Linked DNA regions of Zea mays: region 2 is linked to region 1. The links are chromatin contacts, called in public Hi-C maps. All regions are on one chromosome and are shown on one strand. The core of a region is the stretch at or near the end of the contact, and the rest is flanking DNA. Distances in the headings are between cores, read along the strand shown.

Region 1 (5,463 bases), core at 2,169-4,668:
AAAGAATTCTTTAACCTTGCTAGGAACTCGAATGGACATAGAGGGCCAAGGTCTCCCTGGATCAGTCTTTGCTAGCCATAACACCTCATTCTGAGAGCCCAAGAGAGGTCCCTGAGATTGGAGATGCCAAGTCCGCCTAACTCAATGGGGGTAAAGCCACATGACAGTGTCCTCCATTTGCACCTTTGTGGTCCCACCAAAGAAAACCTCGCCGAATTTTATCAATCGCCTTTACAGCCCATGTTGGTAGGTCTACGACCATAGCCAAGTAAATAAGCATTTCAGTGAGAACAAACTGGACATGGACACACCGGCCAGCTTTAGAGCATGTTTGTTTCAGCTTATAGATTATATAATCTGGATTATAATCTAAATTATATAATCTAGATTATAATCTAGACATATTATAATCTACATGTAGTTGTTTGTTAGTCCAGATTATACAAATATAGATTATTCATAAAGACACTAATATCCTTATTTGTTTATTTGAGGTGAGGAAAAAAAAGATGGCATATATTGTAATTTCTATTTACATAACCATGGGTAGTGGGTCTTTTGCTAAAATAATCTCAAATAAGCTACTCTCGAGGAGATTATGAGATTATCATAATCTAGGCTTTAGATTATATAATCTGAACCCATAATCTATGTGTTTGTTTACCTATTGGATTATTTGCGCTGGATTATATAATCTAGAGAGATTATAATCCGAAACAAACAAGGCCTTAGTCATTAAGTCTGCTTTCCACCCAGGCAGTTGATTGGCAATCTTATCAATAACGGGCTGGACCTGATCCTTAGTGAGCTTTTTGATAGCGAGAGGCAGTCCCAAACACCTACAAGGGAACTTGTAAATCTCACATGGCACCAATTCTTGCATCAAGGCCGAATCCTGAATTCCTGATCATCGCAACTTATGGGAAAATCACTAGATTTCTGGACATTTTTGTGAACCCCGAAGGCTTCAACAAAGAGGTGAAGGGTATCCATGGTTATATTAATATCTGCAGCAGCCGGTCTGAGGAACACAAGCACATTATCAGCATATAAAGAGAACCGGTGCTGCAACACTATAGGGGCCAAGGGCTCATATAACCTATCTTCCTCAGCCTTATTGATCAAGTACCCAAGAATGTCCATAACCAATATGGAAAGCATTGGAGAAAGCGGGTTACCTTGCCTAAGGCCGCATCTATGATAGATGGGCTGACTCGGTGACCCATTAAGTAAAACTAGTGTTGAAGAAGTGCACAATAGCCCACTGATAATCTCTCTCCAAATCTGCCCAAAACCCATGTGATGCAAGACTTCAAGAAGAAAGGGCGAAGAGATCGAATCAAATGCCTTTGAGATATCAGGCTTAAGGAGCAGCCGGGGCTGTTTCTGTTAATGGAGGAAGCGGGCTGTTTGTTGCACTAACATAAAGTTATCTCGAATAAACCGACTTTTATGAAGGCACTTTGATTAGGTGACATCATGTCATGCAGCCTACTTGCAAGCTGATTAGCTAGTAGTCTTGTTATCAGCTTGGCAAAACTATGAACAAGACTAATGGGTTTCATCTGTTCAGCAACTTCTTTTTTAGGAATAAGGGTGATGAAAATAGAACTGTGTTTATCCCATGTTACTACCGAGATAGCCAGCTTTGGGTGAGTTCTTTGTTCTTTGATAGCAATGTAATGCCCAACAGTGAGCTTGTGGGCACCCTAAGGGCTTTGCTCGGTTAGGAGTGGATTGAAGGGGATTAAATCCCTTGCTAGTCAAAATTGATTAGAAAGGGATTCAATCCCCATGTAACTGAACAAGACCTAAAATGGGAATTGCTGTACAATTGTCATATTCTCATCTCAGTAGAGAAAATAGTAAAAGAGATTTTGGCTGGAATATGCAAGTTCAGAGCTTTCTAGCTGCCAGCTTGGCATTATTAGTGGAGGGACATTATGACTTCTTATTAAACTATCTTAGAATCAAGACTTGAGTGGTTTCTCACAAAGTGTTCCCTTGCAGCAATCTTTTGATCCAATCCGTGAAGCTCTCACTGGTAGAGATCTGATTCCTGAGATGGTTAACGGGTAAGATAACCGAACAACACTTTGTTTTGGAGGTATGCAGAAGGTCCTCATCTCATGTAAATGTACCAGGAGGGGACCTAAGGAGGGAATGCCCGGGCAAGATTACAGTGGAATGTACTGCGCACTGTTAACTGTGGGGTAAGAACTGTTATGGTAGAATGGAATGTCGTCCCAACTTTTGTGTCCATTGTTACTGAACAATAATAGTTGCTTGTTGCAGCTCTACCGTGGTGTCAGCAGCACTTTTGCGTGTGATGGGAGGTGATGTGGCCGAGCTGCCACTAGTTGCTACAAGCCAGGATGTTCAAGGGCTGGTGGGTCTTAGAATTGCTTTGCAGCTCAAACTAGACTGTTTGTTCTGGTCATGTGGGTTGGTTCTTTGTTCATTGCTTGATGTTTCACCTATTGCGGTGATTGATGCAGGGCTACTTCCAAGCCTTGTTCTCGTGCATAGAGAGGGTGCTAGTCTCACTGAAGATCAAGCACTTTGTGCTTCCAGCTGCACATGAAGCTGAAGGGATCTGGATGAACAAATTTGGCTTCTCTAGAATCTCTCCCGAAGAGGTTAGGCCTGCCCCATTCACATTAGATGGTGTGTGTGTGGATGTAAATCTAATCGATGTTGGTGCTTCTTTTTTTTGTTGGCAGCTGGAAGCTTATCTTAATGGGGCGCACTTGACTATATTCCATGGAACGTCATACATGTACAAGGCTGTTCCAGTGTCATAATTGATGGGATAGAAGAGATATGGGTGATTTCGTCTGTCTTTTGGGGGGTGGGGGTCCGCTCGCTATTGTGATGTACAGAGAGAGTTGATAAGGAAGCAAAGCATGGCAAAGACAATGTACAGGAGCTGGAAGCCAAGGCGAAGCATCGGATGAATCTAAATGAATGAATTCCCCTTGGTTTGTTTACTCTTGAATCGAAGGAAGCCTGTCTTTTTTTGGTGTGATATACTAGACTAGATGCAATGCAATTGAAGGAGTCGCACCGAGTCCTGGTACTAGAGCCAGATTTTTTGCAATTTAAATTTTGACTCTGAAACTGCTACCAGAGCTGCTGTGCATTCTTCTCTTTCTGCATACAATTTAAAAGTTGCAAATGACACCGTCATGTGTGACGTATCATTCATTAGAGGCGGAGGCACGTGCGCAGACTCGCAAAGCACTAGCAGACACTTTTTTTTTTGACTTGACTTGGTTTTCGGGAGGAGGAAGAGTCCTGCGTAGTTGCGTTGCACCAGCCTGCATTTGCAGAGCAAAAACAGCATAAATAAAATGGAGGGTGGAATGCGCTAGAGCAGAGCAACCCACCAGCAGCGAGCAGTCTCCTCTCCTGCTGCAGCCATGCCGTCGTCCACGATGCGCCTGCTCTCCAGGCGCACCGTCACGCCTCTGCCACGCCCACGCCACCGCATTCCACTTTTTTTGTGCCATATAAGTTGAACAAATCAATTGTTGATCTTGTTGACTTTCATCTTAAGATCCACTTGTGCTACATTGATCTTTGTTCGACACACTTGGTGGAGGGATTACCTCTCTTGGCTTCACATCACCGATTGCTATGTTCTTTATTGTATTGCTAAGTTGAATACCTCATCCTATGGACTATCATATTTGAGGGCATAACCTGTGCAATCACTCATTTGGTGCAAGTGTGCAATCAAACTATCCAGAACATCTAATCTAGATTCAATGGTTTCATATGGAAGGGGTTAAAAGTAAAATAGGTACTAGGTTTCAAGTGGAAGGGGTTACCTGTAAAGTAACATTCATCATTGGATCTAGATTGGATACACCGGATTGATTGATTGCATGCTTGCACCAATATAAATGATTGCACAAGTTGTTTTCCCATCATCTTTGTCATAAGATCCATTTGATTCTACAAACTCGACATTATATACTTCAACTATACCATGAGTATATGACGAAGACTTCGCTCTTGTCATTGAGATAGAAAATCCATGTTAACCTTGTGAATTCATCCACAACTATAAAAGCATACTTGTTGTCACCAATACTTATATATGTGGTAGGTCCAAATAAATCCATACACAATAATTCCAATTTTCTACTAGCGCTCATCATGCTCTTGTTAGGATGTGTTGATCCTTGTTCTCGAATGGTATACACCAAGAACAAAGCAACACAATGGATAAGGACCTTCGTCCTTCGAGACATTATCTCTCTTGAGACATAATGATCCTCGGATGAAGGCCATGAAGGGCGTAACTTCATCTTCTCGGTAAATGAATATAAATGGAGAAACATGTAATACATAAGAATGTAAATAAGGGCAATGTGGAAATAGATTACTTACATTCTTATTTCATTTTATAAACATGAATAAATGCTCGTAATATTTAGATTTCCTTGATACCTTCGGCTCAACAGAAGGCGAGAGTGTGAGAGACGCGGGACGGTCCACCGCTCAGCGAGTGCGAGCGGCATGGCGATTAACCTCCCCCCTACAACACTATATAAACAGACGGGTTGGTGAGGAGTTACCACAACATTTATTGCCATAGCACTATTGTGCTGTTAAAAATTTAACCATAGCCGAAGCTTTCTGCATTGCATTTTCGAGCGAACACTTCGGCACTTGAGATTAGCTTCGTCTCAAAAAAGCGAAAACATTGAAATGGCCAGAGTACGATCGACTGCTAGAGTGTCTCGTGAGGGAGACGATGCTGAAGTAACTGAGACGGCACCAATATCAGAGGTGATGAGGCAATCGGGTCTTGTTGTGCCAGAAGAGCCTGTTGCCGAAGGCACCTCGACCGCTGAAGCTGAACAAATCGCAGTTGGAGAAGGGAGCGATAATGAAGATGAAGAGGATTACACTATCCAGAGCCCAGCGAAACCTAGACACCTTGAATTTGGTAGATCTACTGCGACGACAGATGATATGGTTATAATGAAGAAATTGGGCTACTTTGGGGAGGCTGAGAGTAAGCTTATTCGTTTTGCTGGCGAGGAAGTGATTCCAGAGCCGAAGGATAATGAAGTTGTTGTGTTTAAAAGCTTTTTCAGAGTAGGGCTTCGATTCCCTTTATATGATATAATAGGAGAGGTTTTGAAGAACTTTGAAATATACCTTCATCAATTGACAACCAATGCAATTGTTAGACTTAGTGTCTACATCTGGGCCCTCCGAAGCCAGGGGATGAGTCCTAATGCCGAAGCTTTCTGTCGGGTGCACGAGCTGCATTACCAGACGAAGGCTAGGGTAGATGGCCTTCATGAGAATTTTGGTTGCTACAATTTTGCGTATCGAAAGGATATAAAGGCATCAGTTCTTATCTACCGTACTAAGTGGCCAACTGGTTGGAAAAGTGAATGGTTCTATATGAAGTCAGACGAGAAGAAGAGGGAGAAGCTGATA
Region 2 (5,678 bases), core at 2,528-5,027, 840 kb after region 1:
TTCACACAGTTTTTATCACAGCCCTTGGCTCTCAGAATTCGTCTCTCTTTTTTCACAGCACTTGGCCATAGTATAATCTTCAGAATTCGTCTGTACCACAACCTTGTCATCGTATTTTTGACAGGAACATGTTGTCAATTACAATCTCCTTTTTTCACACCAAGCATCATGTTATTAGATTGCAATATCACACCAAATATATGAGTGAACATCTTATACACCATTGCAATGTGTCACATACGCTACGTGGCTAATGATGTTTGATACCAATTCCAGCTACATGGTTCACATGCCTCCTATATACAGATATCCTGAAGTTAGGATAAAAAAATGGCAATGAAGACAGAACTGACAGGCAAGTCATGCCTACATTTTCGCAGACGAAAAACAGTAACAAGGCGACGATTATTGTTTTTGCACGAGCTTCCCGGTCCAGTAAGTCTTGACAGCCACTAGGATCTTGTCAGTGTTGAATGGACCGGACTCATGGTCCATGATTTGGCTCTTCCACCTCATGCCTCCAGTGATAGCTTGTACCTTCACCAACACCTCTACGTTGTCCCTGATGATCACAGTCCCCTCAGGCCTTAGAATTCGGTCCATCTCCAGTAGGATGTACGTTATGTCACACCTGCGACCACTCCATAGTTAGTATCTACTTGCTTAAGCTGTGGGCATTTTAAAACCTTGTTACCAAATAAGGCCGCCCACAAAAGGAAGACATCATACAAAAAACCATACGACTTAGTGAACGGTAAAGAAAATTTCTAGAGCAGAATTAAACAGCAAAGGCATTCTTTACCTGTCCTGGTAACTGCTGAAAACTTTATCAGCATGGATGAGGTCGTAGGTCCTCGGGTACGTTGAGAAAGCCTCACACCAATCATGGTACGTGCCAATAAACCCTCGTTCGTAAATAACACCCAGGGTGTCATGGGCCAAGCCTGAAGGCACAACATTCATCACCCAAAGAGGGTACTTCATCAATGCAGCTGCAAAGCCACCTATCCCCGCATTCATGTCCATCACATTCCTGTATCGTCTTTTGCCCAGTGGTGGAATCAATTTCTTGTAGTGATCCACTCTCTCTGACCACACCTTGTTATCCTCTTGGAACTTCTCAGGGGTGAGGCCTGGAACTGAACCGCGGATTACTCTTGGGGGGACAGCAAATGCTCTTTTGGGCCATGTCTCAAGGACTCCGCCAGCAACTTCATCTTCACTCTTCACATCTGGGAGAGGAGATATGCAAGTGTCCATTTTCTTGTACCTAAATTGTTCAAATCAGGGTGAGCTGCTGCAATCAAATTGAGAAAACATTTCACGAAAAGAGAGTAAAGCAGCAGAAATCTTACCAAGCAGAATCCACATCATTGCTCTTACAAATCTGCGGAGCATCATAAACCTTCCTACTGTCAACACATTCTACGTGGTTGATAGATTTCTGCCATATAGCAAGATCACCTTTCTCTACGACCTTCTTCCAGCAGAGCCGTTTCGCCAAGTCCTCAATCTCATCTTGCTCTTGCTTCAGGTCTCCTTCTGTCCTCTCCCAGCCCTGGTAGTGCCTCTTCCAATGGATTGGAGGCCCAGAGAGGATCCAGTAGCCCCCAGGCCTAAGAACCCTGTCTACTTCAATTAGATAGACACCATCTGTTTGGACCAATCAAGTGGAATTATCTTAGTCAGTTTGTGTTTGATGTCATGTAACTGTAAGCAGTAACAAATAAGGAAACAAGTTTACCAAGCTTATTCCATGGGATCAAACATCTCGAGCAGTGTGCCATGTCAAATGCTCTAGCCGGATATGGGATTCTCTCAGTCCCCATCACTCCAATCATGGCTGGTACCCCCCGCTCTAATGCAAACTGTACCTGTGCCTCATGTGAATCCCTTGGCGCAAAAGACATGGTGATGATGTTCCTATTCATAAGATAAGCACCCCAGCTTGCAACCTGCACACACAAGCAAAGATACTATCATCCACAAATTTTGAGAAGGAATCACAGACAGTATCATAGAAACATTGGTCCGGTCACTCACTCCACATCCAGTATCAAGCGCAGTTCGGATGTTGCCTTCATTTAATGGTACAAGGGCATTTATGTCATCAATATAAGCATCGGCACCATGTGGGAACATAGTGCCACCTCCAGGGAATCTAAGCAGGTCTCCCTCGACATGAATCCAGTTCTGAACAGCCTTCTCAATACTGAGCTCCCGATGAGGAATGTTATTGAACCAAGCATAGTCGCGACTTTTTGGCCACTGGAAGGGGTTGCTATAGTTTGGAGGCGCAGGGATCAAGCACCGGAGCATGTCTTCTTTCTTTGGGCAGTGCCGCTCCCTGTACTGCATCATTTTCTTTGGGAACTTCCTAGCTTTCCTTGGATCTTGGCAAGGGGTATACTCACTGTACTTGAGCTGGCAAGGTGGGAATTTCTCCACAGCAAGCGCCGATTCATTGAAGCCCACCTGGTGGTGGGCTTGGAAATCCAGGCGAGCACCAGATGATCGCACGGGATCTTTGCACTGGGTTCTGGTACTTATTAAGGGGGAACTAATGCCGTTCGAGGTACCTTGCCAAGCACCAAGAATGTATGCTGTGACACAGAGGCCAATGACACCTATGGTGAGAGTTACGCGCATCCTTTGGAATTCTGGGTGGCGCACCTTGGGGGATCCATCCTGTTCTTTAGCCATTAGAGCTGCAAGAAACTGGAAATGAGTGCATACATACTACAGCACAATACATTTTGTATGACAGGTAAGGAATGAAACGAGGGGGCAATGCCGTGGAGAGCTAAACAGGGTGATTAAGAGATTCATACCGTTATTATAATTTCTACAGTTTTGAGATAAGCAGCTACTATTTATACAAGGAGAAATATGCCATTAAGGAGAAAATTCTGTACTGCACCCTCCAGCCACAAGTAGATGTCGTTTTTCGGAGTGCAAAAAGTAGCTAGTTACAAGACAAAATGTCATCTAACTATGATCGGATGTACTTAGTGCCGTATTTGGAAAACCTAGATTTTTTTAGTGGTATATGGTTCCAGTATCGTGGATTTTTCAGTGGGATGTATTTAATAAATCTGTTTTGTTATATAGAAAGAAATCTAAAACAGGCAACAAAGAACAAAGGTAAGCAGCAGCCAGCAGGCAGCAACAAAGGGAGGGACACAGACGTATAGCTGCTGTCCCCAAAGAAGAAAGTGAACTGCAGAAAGCCGAGAAAAGCCACTGCCGACCCATCGTCCTTGGTAACATAACAAAACAAAGCTGCCTAACAGAGGCAATTCGATGCTTTTGCAAAGCAAGTATACTTGAGTGATGTAACTGACGATGAAAACTATGGATTGAGAAGGGGAGTAAGGAAGTTTGCAATTTTGCAGCAAGGTAACCATAACTAACCAGGCGAGGAAGACGGGAAACCCCTCAGAGATGAAAGAAGATGTGGAACAATCAAAATCTGGCGTTCTGCGGCCCCTAGCAGGGAATAAAACAAATAAACATACATACATACATAATGTAGGGTAACAAGTTGAGATGGATTGTGAGTGTCAGAGTAGTGAGTAGCATGACAGTTGACGAAGATGAAGGAATTAATTAAGGAGAAATCTAAACATGGAATGAAGCTCACTTCGCTTGATTTCCTTGGCCGGCGCGGGGGGTCGGCGGGACTACGGGAGAGAGGAAGGAGAGCCACGAGGGAGAAGATGGATGGAACTGAAAGAGCCTCCGCCGCCGCAGCAGAAGAAGGGAACGCAGGACCCTCTCTCTCTTGAGACGCCTCTCTCTTCCTCTTTATTCTCAGCAACGATATGGATAGGGACGGGAGTATGGGACGGATCCAGGCATCCAGCCCAGCCCGGATTGATGGAGTTCCCTTCGGAATCCAGGCCGGCCTGGCACTGGAAGAGGGCCATCCAGGCCCCCTTCCTCACTGCACGGCCCGTGGATCCATGTGGTGACTCAACGCATTAAAATTTCAACATTTTATTGTGGGCAACGAGTCAACGACTAATATACAAGTAGATATTAGGTGTAAGCGTACAAGCAGATTTTTTTGTCTGTTAGATCTAAATCCAACAGTAGATACAATTGTGGTTTGTTAGGGCTTTGTTATAAAGCTACATCAGGTGGTTGTGAAAGGGTTTAAATGTTAAATATGACATTACCGTTGAATCTAGATCTAACGGAGTAAAATATCTGCTTGCACGCTTCTACCTAATTGAAAGTCGCCTAGAGGGGGGTGGATAGGCGAAACCTGAAAATTAAAACTTTATCCCCCAACTAGATCCCTTGATTAGTGGTTAGAACAAGATATATAATTATCGGAGTATAAAAACTAAGTCCTTGCTTGTAAAGAGTATTGCTTTCAAATAATGCGGAATTGATAAATCAATACTATTAATAAGTCTATGAGAATAAAGCAAGAGGCTTAAGTAAGAAGAGTAATAACACAAGTTTTCTCTTGCAATGAGTTGCTTCACTAAATGAGAATATAACTTAAAGCAACACCAAATAGAATTAGCAAAGAGTAATGCAAGAGAAACTTAGAAAGGGAAAGAACAAACAAATCACAAGCAATAAGCACACAAGACACGGGTGATTTGTTTTACCGAGGTTCGGCCCTCGAAGGCCTAGTCCCCGTTGAGGAGTCCACTTAAGGACGGGTCTTTTTCAACTCTTTCCCTCTCTCCACCGATCACCCAAGGATCGGCGAGCTCTTCTTCTTCTCAAGGATCACTCTCGATCCCGCAAGGACCACCACACTCTTTGGTGTCTCTTGCTAGCTTTTACAAGCCTCCAAAACTTTGGAGTAAGTTTGAATGGGAGTCAAGAACTCCACGCGCAAATGAACACAAAGATGAAGCTCACACTATCTCTCAATGGATCTCACAAGGCACTAGGGCTAAACTCAATTGAGTAGCTCTCAATTGCTTGCTCTCTCTTTTGTGGCACTTGTATTGGTTGTAGTGGGCTAGATCTTGTGTATAGGATGTATCAATGAATATATGTGGTTGGGAGGGCTTGAGTATGTCAACTAGATGACTTGGATTGTTGCTTGGACTCCCACACCTTGAAGTGGCCGGTTGGGGTGGTATTTATAGCCACCAACCAAAATCTAGCCGTTGGTGAGGACTGTCTGTTCGATGGCGCACCGGACAGTCCGGTGCACACCGGACATGTCCGGTGCGACAGCCGCGTCACCCGACCGCTGGGGTTTCGACCGTTGGAGCTCTGACACTGGGCCCGCCTGGATGTCCGGTGGCGCACCGGACATGTACTGTAGAGTGTCCGGTGCGCCATGCCACGCGTGCCTGACTTCTGCGCGCTCTGGCGCGCCTTAAATGCGCTGGCAGGTGACCGTTGGCGCCGAAGTAGCCGTTGGTCCGCCATTACACCGGACAGTCCGGTGCACACCGGACATGTCCGGTGAATTATAGCGGAGCAGCCTTTGCGAATTCCCGAGACTGGCGAGTTCCTGAGCCGCGTCTTCTTTGGAGCACCGGACACTGTCCGGTGTACACCGGACAGTCCGGTGAATTGTAGCGCGTTGGCTCCGGATTTTCCCGAGGGCGACGAGTTTGAGTTGGGGTCCTCTGGTGCACCGGACACTGTCTGGTGGCACACCGGACAGTCCGGTGCGCCAGACCAGAGGTGCCTTCGGT

The links. A called contact is a pair of places that touch in the nucleus more often than the background predicts.
Region 2: a Hi-C map of ear shows a contact between it and region 1, with 2.9 times the contacts expected there. The contact joins the promoter of LOC100281416 here to the enhancer-like site in region 1. A contact is called at or near these places in 3 of 25 Hi-C or Micro-C datasets (bundle sheath, ear and tassel).

What each region holds. Positions count from the first base shown.
Region 1 is chr6:64,064,428-64,069,890 of Zm-B73-REFERENCE-NAM-5.0, forward strand. LOC100381857 reads left to right here. Exons shown (of 18, transcript NM_001174644.1): 14 at 2,011-2,075; 15 at 2,145-2,213; 16 at 2,296-2,389; 17 at 2,499-2,639; 18 at 2,724-3,182. The coding sequence ends at 2,804. Among protein-coding and RNA genes, the nearest start is that of LOC100381857, 9.5 kb to the left of the region's middle. Within about 2 kb of position 3,419, at least 8 of the 20 cell types and tissues checked have an H3K27ac peak or open chromatin away from gene starts, as enhancers often do. A contact at or near this core is called in ear and tassel, where this site is marked.
Region 2 is chr6:64,904,162-64,909,839 of Zm-B73-REFERENCE-NAM-5.0, forward strand. LOC100281416 (methyltransferase) reads right to left here and starts at 3,778. Exons shown (of 7, transcript NM_001154334.1): 1 at 3,644-3,778; 2 at 3,415-3,489; 3 at 2,044-2,708; 4 at 1,745-1,955; 5 at 1,356-1,653; 6 at 803-1,270; 7 at 157-631. The coding sequence starts at 2,703. The coding sequence ends at 406. It overlaps LOC103629364 (Membrane protein of ER body-like protein), which reads left to right. Exons shown (of 10, transcript XM_008650505.4): 10 at 1-223.